2 separate regions of the Mus musculus genome follow, and region 1 is linked to region 2. The links are chromatin contacts, called in public Hi-C maps. All regions are on one chromosome and are shown on one strand. Each heading gives the region's core, a stretch centred on a gene start, on an enhancer-like site or on the middle of the called end of the contact. The rest is flanking DNA. Distances are from core to core; before and after follow the strand shown. Region 1 overlaps Gckr (glucokinase regulatory protein). Region 2 holds the start of Eif2b4 (eukaryotic translation initiation factor 2B, subunit 4 delta).

What was found. Hi-C and Micro-C count contacts between places; a contact is called where the count stands out from the background.
Region 1: a contact with region 2 is called in a Hi-C map of double positive thymocytes, with 2.8 times the contacts expected there. The contact joins the enhancer-like site here to the promoter of Eif2b4 in region 2. A contact is called at or near these places in 6 of 39 promoter capture datasets (Sertoli cells, cancer-associated fibroblasts, embryonic stem cells and 3 more), 5 of 15 datasets of contacts at CTCF or cohesin (CD8 T cells, the G1E-ER4 cell line, embryonic stem cells and 2 more), 49 of 484 Hi-C or Micro-C datasets (B cells, CD4 T cells, CD4 single positive thymocytes and 29 more), 30 of 115 datasets of contacts at active chromatin or transcription factors (the 230-238 cell line, DN3 thymocytes, the HPC-7 cell line and 19 more) and 5 of 9 other capture datasets (adipose tissue, embryonic stem cells, liver and 2 more).

Annotation. Positions count from the first base shown.
Region 1 is chr5:31,322,869-31,326,454 of GRCm38.p6, reverse strand. Gckr (glucokinase regulatory protein) reads right to left here. Exons shown (of 19, transcript NM_001374741.1): 17 at 1,734-1,883; 18 at 1-98. Among named protein-coding and RNA genes, the nearest start is that of Gckr, 27 kb to the right of the region's middle. Within about 2 kb of position 1,639, at least 7 of the 459 cell types and tissues checked have an H3K27ac peak or open chromatin away from gene starts, as enhancers often do. A contact at or near this core is called in double positive thymocytes, where this site is marked.
Region 2 is chr5:31,191,506-31,195,021 of GRCm38.p6, reverse strand. It overlaps Eif2b4 (eukaryotic translation initiation factor 2B, subunit 4 delta), which reads left to right and starts at 1,883. Exons shown (of 13, transcript NM_010122.2): 1 at 1,883-2,029; 2 at 2,397-2,440; 3 at 2,734-2,869; 4 at 3,275-3,481. The coding sequence starts at 1,999. It overlaps Snx17 (sorting nexin 17), which reads right to left and starts at 1,718. Exons shown (of 15, transcript NM_153680.2): 1 at 1,557-1,718; 2 at 1,079-1,153; 3 at 109-226. The coding sequence starts at 1,619.

The DNA of each region.
Region 1 (3,586 bases), core at 390-2,889, 130 kb before region 2:
ATGGGGGCCGCGCGGACATCATTCGACAGCGGTTGAGGGAAATGTATCACTTGAAGAAGACTCTCAATGCAGCGAGCCTTGGACTGTCCTGAGAACCTCTGAGGAAGAAGCAATGAGGTAGATGCCTAGGAGAACTGAACATCGTGTCACAGGAAAGGACGAGGCGTGAGAGAGTGGGGGCTGCAATCCTGAACACTGGCTGAAGACGCTGTTCCTTCTGGCAGTATCAAAATCACGAGTTATAAAGAAAAACTGGGTTTTAAGGAGTTGGAGGTAAACCATCACCTGCCCATAATGAATGGGAAATTGGTGAGATTTACAACTGAGTCCCAACAACCCCACAGGTCAATGATCAAGGAATAGCAACCTTCAAGGCCATCCACCATGCTCTCTGGCCAGCAGCATTCTCACCCCTCTCTGGCATTAGCCCCTTTCTTTTCCTCTGGATAACTGTTAGTCTCCATTCTGGGGGCCATAAGATATAATCAAGCCCAGCTCACATCCCATCCCAAAGCCAATTTGACAACACTCAAAGCAGGTGGACAGAGCACCCTTTCCCATGGAGGATGGTGATTGGGTCAAGGTTGTGCACCTGACCCAAGACAAGCCAATAGGAGCCCTCTGCCAGGCACTCCTTAAGTCACCAGGGACAGAGAGACTCCTTCCCACTGAGGATGCTAATTGCCAGAATGTTAGACTAGCTAACTTTAACTTAGAGAGATACAAGTTGGGTTTCTTTTTTGCTTTATTTGTCTTTATTTTTTTTCTTTGTTTTGAGACAGATTTTCTCTGTGTAGTTCTGGCTGTCCTGGAGCTCAGAGATCTGCCTGTCTCTGCCTATGGAGTTGGGATTAAAGGTGTGCACCACCACCACCCTGTTAAGAGTTGGATTTCTGTTGCATCCTTGAAACTTAAAGAAATCACCTGGAGGTTATAGTTTCACACTCATGTATGGGTCAGGGGCACAGAGGTCCTTGTACTCACCCAAAGGCACTCAGGAAACCAGGATTGTTAATCATGCATCTTTATCTCCTCAATGAAGGAGATAAAGATCAAATACCTGCATTCCATCCAGAAAGTAGATAGTGGATTTTTTTAACAACCTGGTGACCATTTGCTGTCTGTGGAGGTTGACCTCCCTCACCATTTGATATAGAGACAGACCTCACCCAAATTCCCCAGAATGTTTATCCTAGACTCCTCCCTCCCTAGGCTATTACCATCCTTAGGGAAGATGTCACATGTAGGTAATGGCCTACTGATCTCTATGCTCAGAGACCACACTAGATTCTAGGCCCTTTAGCTATAGAACCCAGCCTCATGGTCACAAGCACTTTGTAGAAGAGTTTCTATGTAGTCACACCTTAAGTTTTGTTGTGGGCCTGGAATTGGACTGATTGGATTGATTGTTGCCTGGAAACCTTTTCCAAAACTGTACTGTGTTTTAAATGTGCCCACAGTGAACCACTTGGCTTTAGTTAGACTCCCTGAAGTCTGATCCAGTTTGATACTGTCAACCTACACTGGGTTTGCATTCTCATCTATTCCCACTGTTTGCTTCCCTATATGACCCCTGCAGGGACCCCTCAGTGTACCTGTGTGTGAATGCATGCAGACCAGAGGTTATGCCTGAGAAAGATGTGAGAAAATAGCCCTGGGCCTAAACCCTCCCTGAGTTTGCAAAAATACTTTCTGTGGCCATCTAGGTTTGGGGCCTCCCATCACGCTCTGACCTGCAACATGGCCAGTGCCCTCCAGAAGAGTTTGGAGTTGGCGATGCGGAGGTCCAGCATGTGGTTCTGTAGGATCTTCCCCAGCAGCACATGGGCCCCAGTACTCACTGTATTCAACACCCACTTGGTGCTTAACTCACGCTGGAACTTCTAAAATGCAAACACACAGGAACATGGGAAGTTAGAGGCTGGGAAAAGCCTCGGGATGAGAGAGTCGCCTGTGGTAATAAATCAGACACCAAAATGCAGATCATTCTTTGTTTGATGTGACCAGGCTTTAACAATCTTTTTGACTTTTTGTTCTATTCTTGTGAGAGCTAAACTTAACCCAGAAGCCCCAGTTGCCCAAGGTCAGATTACTTCTGAAATGCTAGAGCTGTTTTTATAACAAGACACCTGTTTTCACTTCAGTAAACAAGACTGCTTGCCACAACTGCCTAGCATGTGCTTGATCACGGGTAGGTGGCAGGTGTGTAGGCAGGAAGTACATCAGAACGTGTGCTTGCCCCTGATTGGAAGAAGGCAGGATGTACAGAGCCACATGAGTTTGGCCTTTATAAGCACCCGATTAATGTAACTCAAGGACACCTCTGGCAGCCCAGGGTATGGACAGAGCTAGAGTCCACCCTCCTGGCTGGTATTTAATAACTATTGCTTTACTTAGACAGTCATGGCCTTGGTCTTTCTCGTAGACATTTTCAGGTTTAACATTCTACTTTATTTTTAAAAACAAGCTATTGTGTTTTAACGTGGATGCATGTATGTGTCTTCGTACCGCACGCATGTTGTGAACTTGGAAGCCAGAAGAGGGCATCAGATTATTTGGAGTTGGGGTTACTGACAGTTCTTATCTGCCATGTGGACGCTTCCAGTTAAACCTGGGTCTTCTGGAAGAGCAAGAAGTGCTCATAACTGCTAGGGCATCACTCCAGCCCCCAGATTTTTATTTGACTCTTGGGGGATCCATAGATCCTATGATGTGGGAGGAGGAAATTACTGGGCACTTATCTACTAGTCACTCTGAAGGCAGAAGTGGTGCCTAATTCTATTCCAGAGTCTCAGTCCTTCTGACAGTATGAAATTGTCATAAAAACCCTTGGAAGAGTATATGCTAGAAACGTTTTTGTTCATCTTTAAATGATTGTCTTTATATTGTGTTTATGTGTGTGTGTGTGTGTGTGTGTGTGTGTGTGCCCGTGTGACACAGAATGGCCGTGGACATAAGAGGACAACCAATGGGAGTTCAGTCTCTCCTTCTACCACTTAGGTCCTAAGGATTGAACTCAGATCATCATAAGATTTGGTAGCAAGCACCTTTACTCACTCAGCCATTTTACCTCCCCGGCCTTTCGTTGTTGGCTTTTTTGTTTTCTGTTTGGTTTTTGAGTTTGGGGTTTTTTTTTGAGACAGAGGCTCACTGTGTGATCCAGTCTGGTCTCAGCCTCCCAAGTGCTGGGATTATAAGTATGCAGCAACACACCTAGATATACAAAGTCTATTAATATCATTATCATTATCATCATCATTACATGGATGGCAGGGATTGAACTTGATTTCCAGGCACCTGCAGCAAGCGTTTTACCACTGAGCCATCTCACTGGCCCTTTACTGAAACATTTAACAAGTACAAGACATGGATTGTTTGGTGCTCTGTCATCTAGGACAAAGGAGTGCCAGTTGAGGAATCATTTTTCATCAGATTGGACTGTAGGCATGTCTGTGGGGCATGTTCTTGATTAATGATTGACATGAAAGGCTCCTCCTGTGTTAAATGACATCCCTGAGCAGGCAGTTCTGGGGCATAGAAGAAAGCAAATTTTGCAGACCATGGAGAGCAAGCCAGTGACCTGAAT
Region 2 (3,516 bases), core at 634-3,133:
CAGAGACTTCCTAAATCTAACCATTAAGATGGGGCGTTTGACAGAGCCACCTGACTTCAATCTCTCCCCGTGCGCTCACAGCAGCCTAGAGTTTACCCGTGCACTCACCAGCTTGCATGTACTTCTCCAACTGCTCTCTCCTCTGCTCCACCTCTGCAGGGGTCAAAGAGAACAGCTTCTTTGGGGGGAATGCAGGAACCACGTTGGCCCCATACTCCTTCCGAAGCTATGGCGAGAAAGAGATACAATTCTTCACATAACACAGGAACTGAGTGGTGACAACTAAGACTCACCCAAGTCCTCCTGGGTTCTTCTAACAACTCTTTAAAAGACGTGTGACAAAAGATGACTTTGGCAGAGTCAGGACCCCCAAAGATCTTAGGTATAAATTCTTGTATGTGTTCATGTGAAGACATTATAGGGTGATTTTTCATGGGGTCCTGGGTCCAGGAGCCCTTTGATTTACATAGCAAGACTGCTCAGTAGAGAACATTTATAGGGAACACTTATGTGCACAGATAATAAAGTCATAGCATACTCAAGTGTGTTGAAGGGACTTTGCTGATCCAAGAATCTACTTTTTATCTGGAGAAACTGAGGCGGGAAGAAATTAACTTGCTCAGGACTGACATCTAGTAGAAACAGGGCTCTCTAGAGATTCACTATCTATACAGAGCTCACTATCTGGTGAGGGGGGAAACATTTGGACATCTTATACACTGATGGGACCAAGAACACACAAGGAAAGCAGCGAATGGTTTGTATTAATCCGGGGAATGAATTCCCAAGTTATAGTTTAGGTGCCAGAAGGAATGTGCTTTGACTAACAGGGTTCAGTTTTTCCATGCAGGGGCAAAGGATGAAAAAGGAGACAGCTCAGAGAAGGAAGGATGTGTGAGTATAGGGAAGTACAGGAACTGTGAGAGACAAGCCGCTCAGAGAGTTTCCGGAAATGTCACGCTAACAAAGTCCACCTTCCACTGTAGCAGTGATTATAGGGTGATGTAATGAAAGGGGATTAATGTCCGTGGGTATGGAAGGGCTTGAAGCTGCATCTAGACAGGGTTGTTAGTCCCACCTGCTCGTGCAGCCCCAGAAGCTGGCTGTAGCGCACCCGACAGTGCAGGACTCCATTCACGTGAATGTTATAGGCCTGAGGACACAAAAGCAGGCAAACATCTCAGGATCGACGTGCAAACCACCTCTTGCCCCAGAAACCTGTCCGGAAGTTGCCTGACATATCCGTCTGCGCAACGCTCCGAGACTTCCCGGGATTTAGCCTGTTTTTCCCCCAGGGCCGGGTTTCAAGCAGAAGGCCCAGTCCCGAGGACACTCGGGCGCTTGTGCGGCAGTATCCCTCCCGGAGATGACAATAGTGCCCACCGCCAGAGCAGTCGCGGCCTGGCCGGGGAAAGAAGAACCTATTGGAGCTTGGGGTGGCTTAAGTACGAAACTGAGACATGAGATGGCTTCCAGTGAGGTTCGAAGGCTGGAGGCCGCTCCGAGAGCTCCGGCCCGTTATCCCCGCCCTGGCCCAGCTTCTAGCACCTCCTCACCACGTAGGCGGAGCCGCCGCTGTCCCCACTGCGGGACTCCGTTTCAGGAATGGAAAAGTGCATGTTCCCTAAGGCAGAGCTCCGTACTACCAGGTTCGCAGCGCCTCTGCTCGCTTGCCTCTGCCACTCAGCGCGTCTCCGCAGCCCAGCTCGCCATTTTGGTGGGCCTGAACTCCGAGGTGGGAAGGCTGTAGGATGACGGCTCTGCGAGCAGCAACCTCGGCATGCTGGGAGCTGTAGTCGAGCGCCGGAGACGCTCCTAATTGGGAACCCAACATCCTTTGGTCCTCACCGCGACCCGTAGTCCTGGGCGGGACCCAGTGCACGCCGGAAGTTGTAGTCCGCTGGGGACTGACTCCGCGGGAGGCATCAGGGGAGCCAGCAGCCCAGGTGGCGCTGTAGTGTGAGTGACCTCGGCGGGAGGAGCCTAGGACCCACAGTCATGGCTGCGGTGGCGGTGGCTGTTCGCGAAGGTGAGTGAAGGGCTAGATGCACCAAGTGGTAGAAGAGCAGATGAACACTGGATCGCTGATGCGGGGTCCGGAGCGCCTTTGGGCCTTGCCGCCGGGTTTCTGCACGTCGCGGGACTCTGGTTTACAAGATCTAGGGCGCAGCAGGGTGCTGCTTGCCGGCTGTTCCCAGAAGGGTGACTGACCCTTTTCCTCCCACGCCTGTCCTTTGATCCTGCCGCGCAGTGCGTCCCCACGCGGATCCCAGAGCGCCTCGCGCCCGGCAGCCGAGCTGTGGTCATGCCAACCCAGCAGCCAGCTGCGCCGACGAGTCTCCCCAAGTCCTCCCGGAGCCTGTCTGGCTCACTCTGTGCCCTGTTTTCTGATGCAGAATCGAGATCCGAGATGAAGACTGAACTTTCTCCTCGGCCCGGGGTAAGTGAGGGAGAGACCTCCTAAGTCGCCTGTCAAGAGCTACACAGAAAGCTGTGTCACCTTCATTTGGCCCCATCTCCCATCCTTTTCAGTTCATCTCTTAGTAGAACTGGGAGATTTTACAGAGCTTAACGGTGTGTGACTATGACTGAAGAAGTTTCTCTCCTTACTTACGTAGACTTGTAACAGAAGTCAGAGAGTGTTAGGAACTTAACCTTGGGGGAATCTAGTAAGCATCTTGATAAACCTTTGGAATGGCCTGGGGTAGAGCAGTTCCCGTGTCTGTGTCTCAGGCAGCAGGGCGGGAGTTGACCCAAGAAGAGAAGCTTCAGCTTCGAAAAGAAAAGAAACAGCAGAAGAAGAAACGGAAGGAGGAAAAGGGGGCAGACCAAGAAATTGGCTCTGCTGTGTCTGCAGCTCAACGGCAAGGTGCGGGGACGCTTTAAACGGCCGGGGGTAGGATGCTGGATGAGGGATTTGCAAAGGGAGATAGAACAAAGTTGGTTTGAGCAAGTACAAAAGCGGTTACTTGGAAGGCAGAGCCTGATGGTGCTGGCTGGTGGTGGCTTACAGCACACCTTTAACCCCAGCACTAAGGCCAAAGCAAAGGCAGGTGGATCTCTGATGAATTCCAGCCTCAGTCAAAAAAGGAAAAAAAAAAAAACTTAGATAAGGTAAAAGGGAAACTAAGGCCAAAGCAAAGACAGGTGGATCTCTGATGAATTCCAGCCTCAGTCAAGAAAGGGAAAAAAAATAGATAAAAGGGAAACTTTGGTTGGGGCAAAGAGATCACCGTCCTAGAGCCCAGGCACCTCTTCCCTCTGTATTTCATAGACCCAATCAGAGAACTCCCAGGACCTGGTAGTCAGCTGGGAGGTACTGCTGGGGAGAAACTTCCAGCTGGCCGGAGTAAGGCAGAACTTCGCGCCGAAAGGAGAGCCAAGCAGGAGGCAGAGCGGGCCCTGAAACAGGCAAGAAAAGGGGAACAAGGAGGCGTCCCTCCTCAGGCCTGCCCCAGCACTGCTGGAGAAACCACCTCAGGTATCTCTCTCCTCTTCATTCTCACACTCCACTTA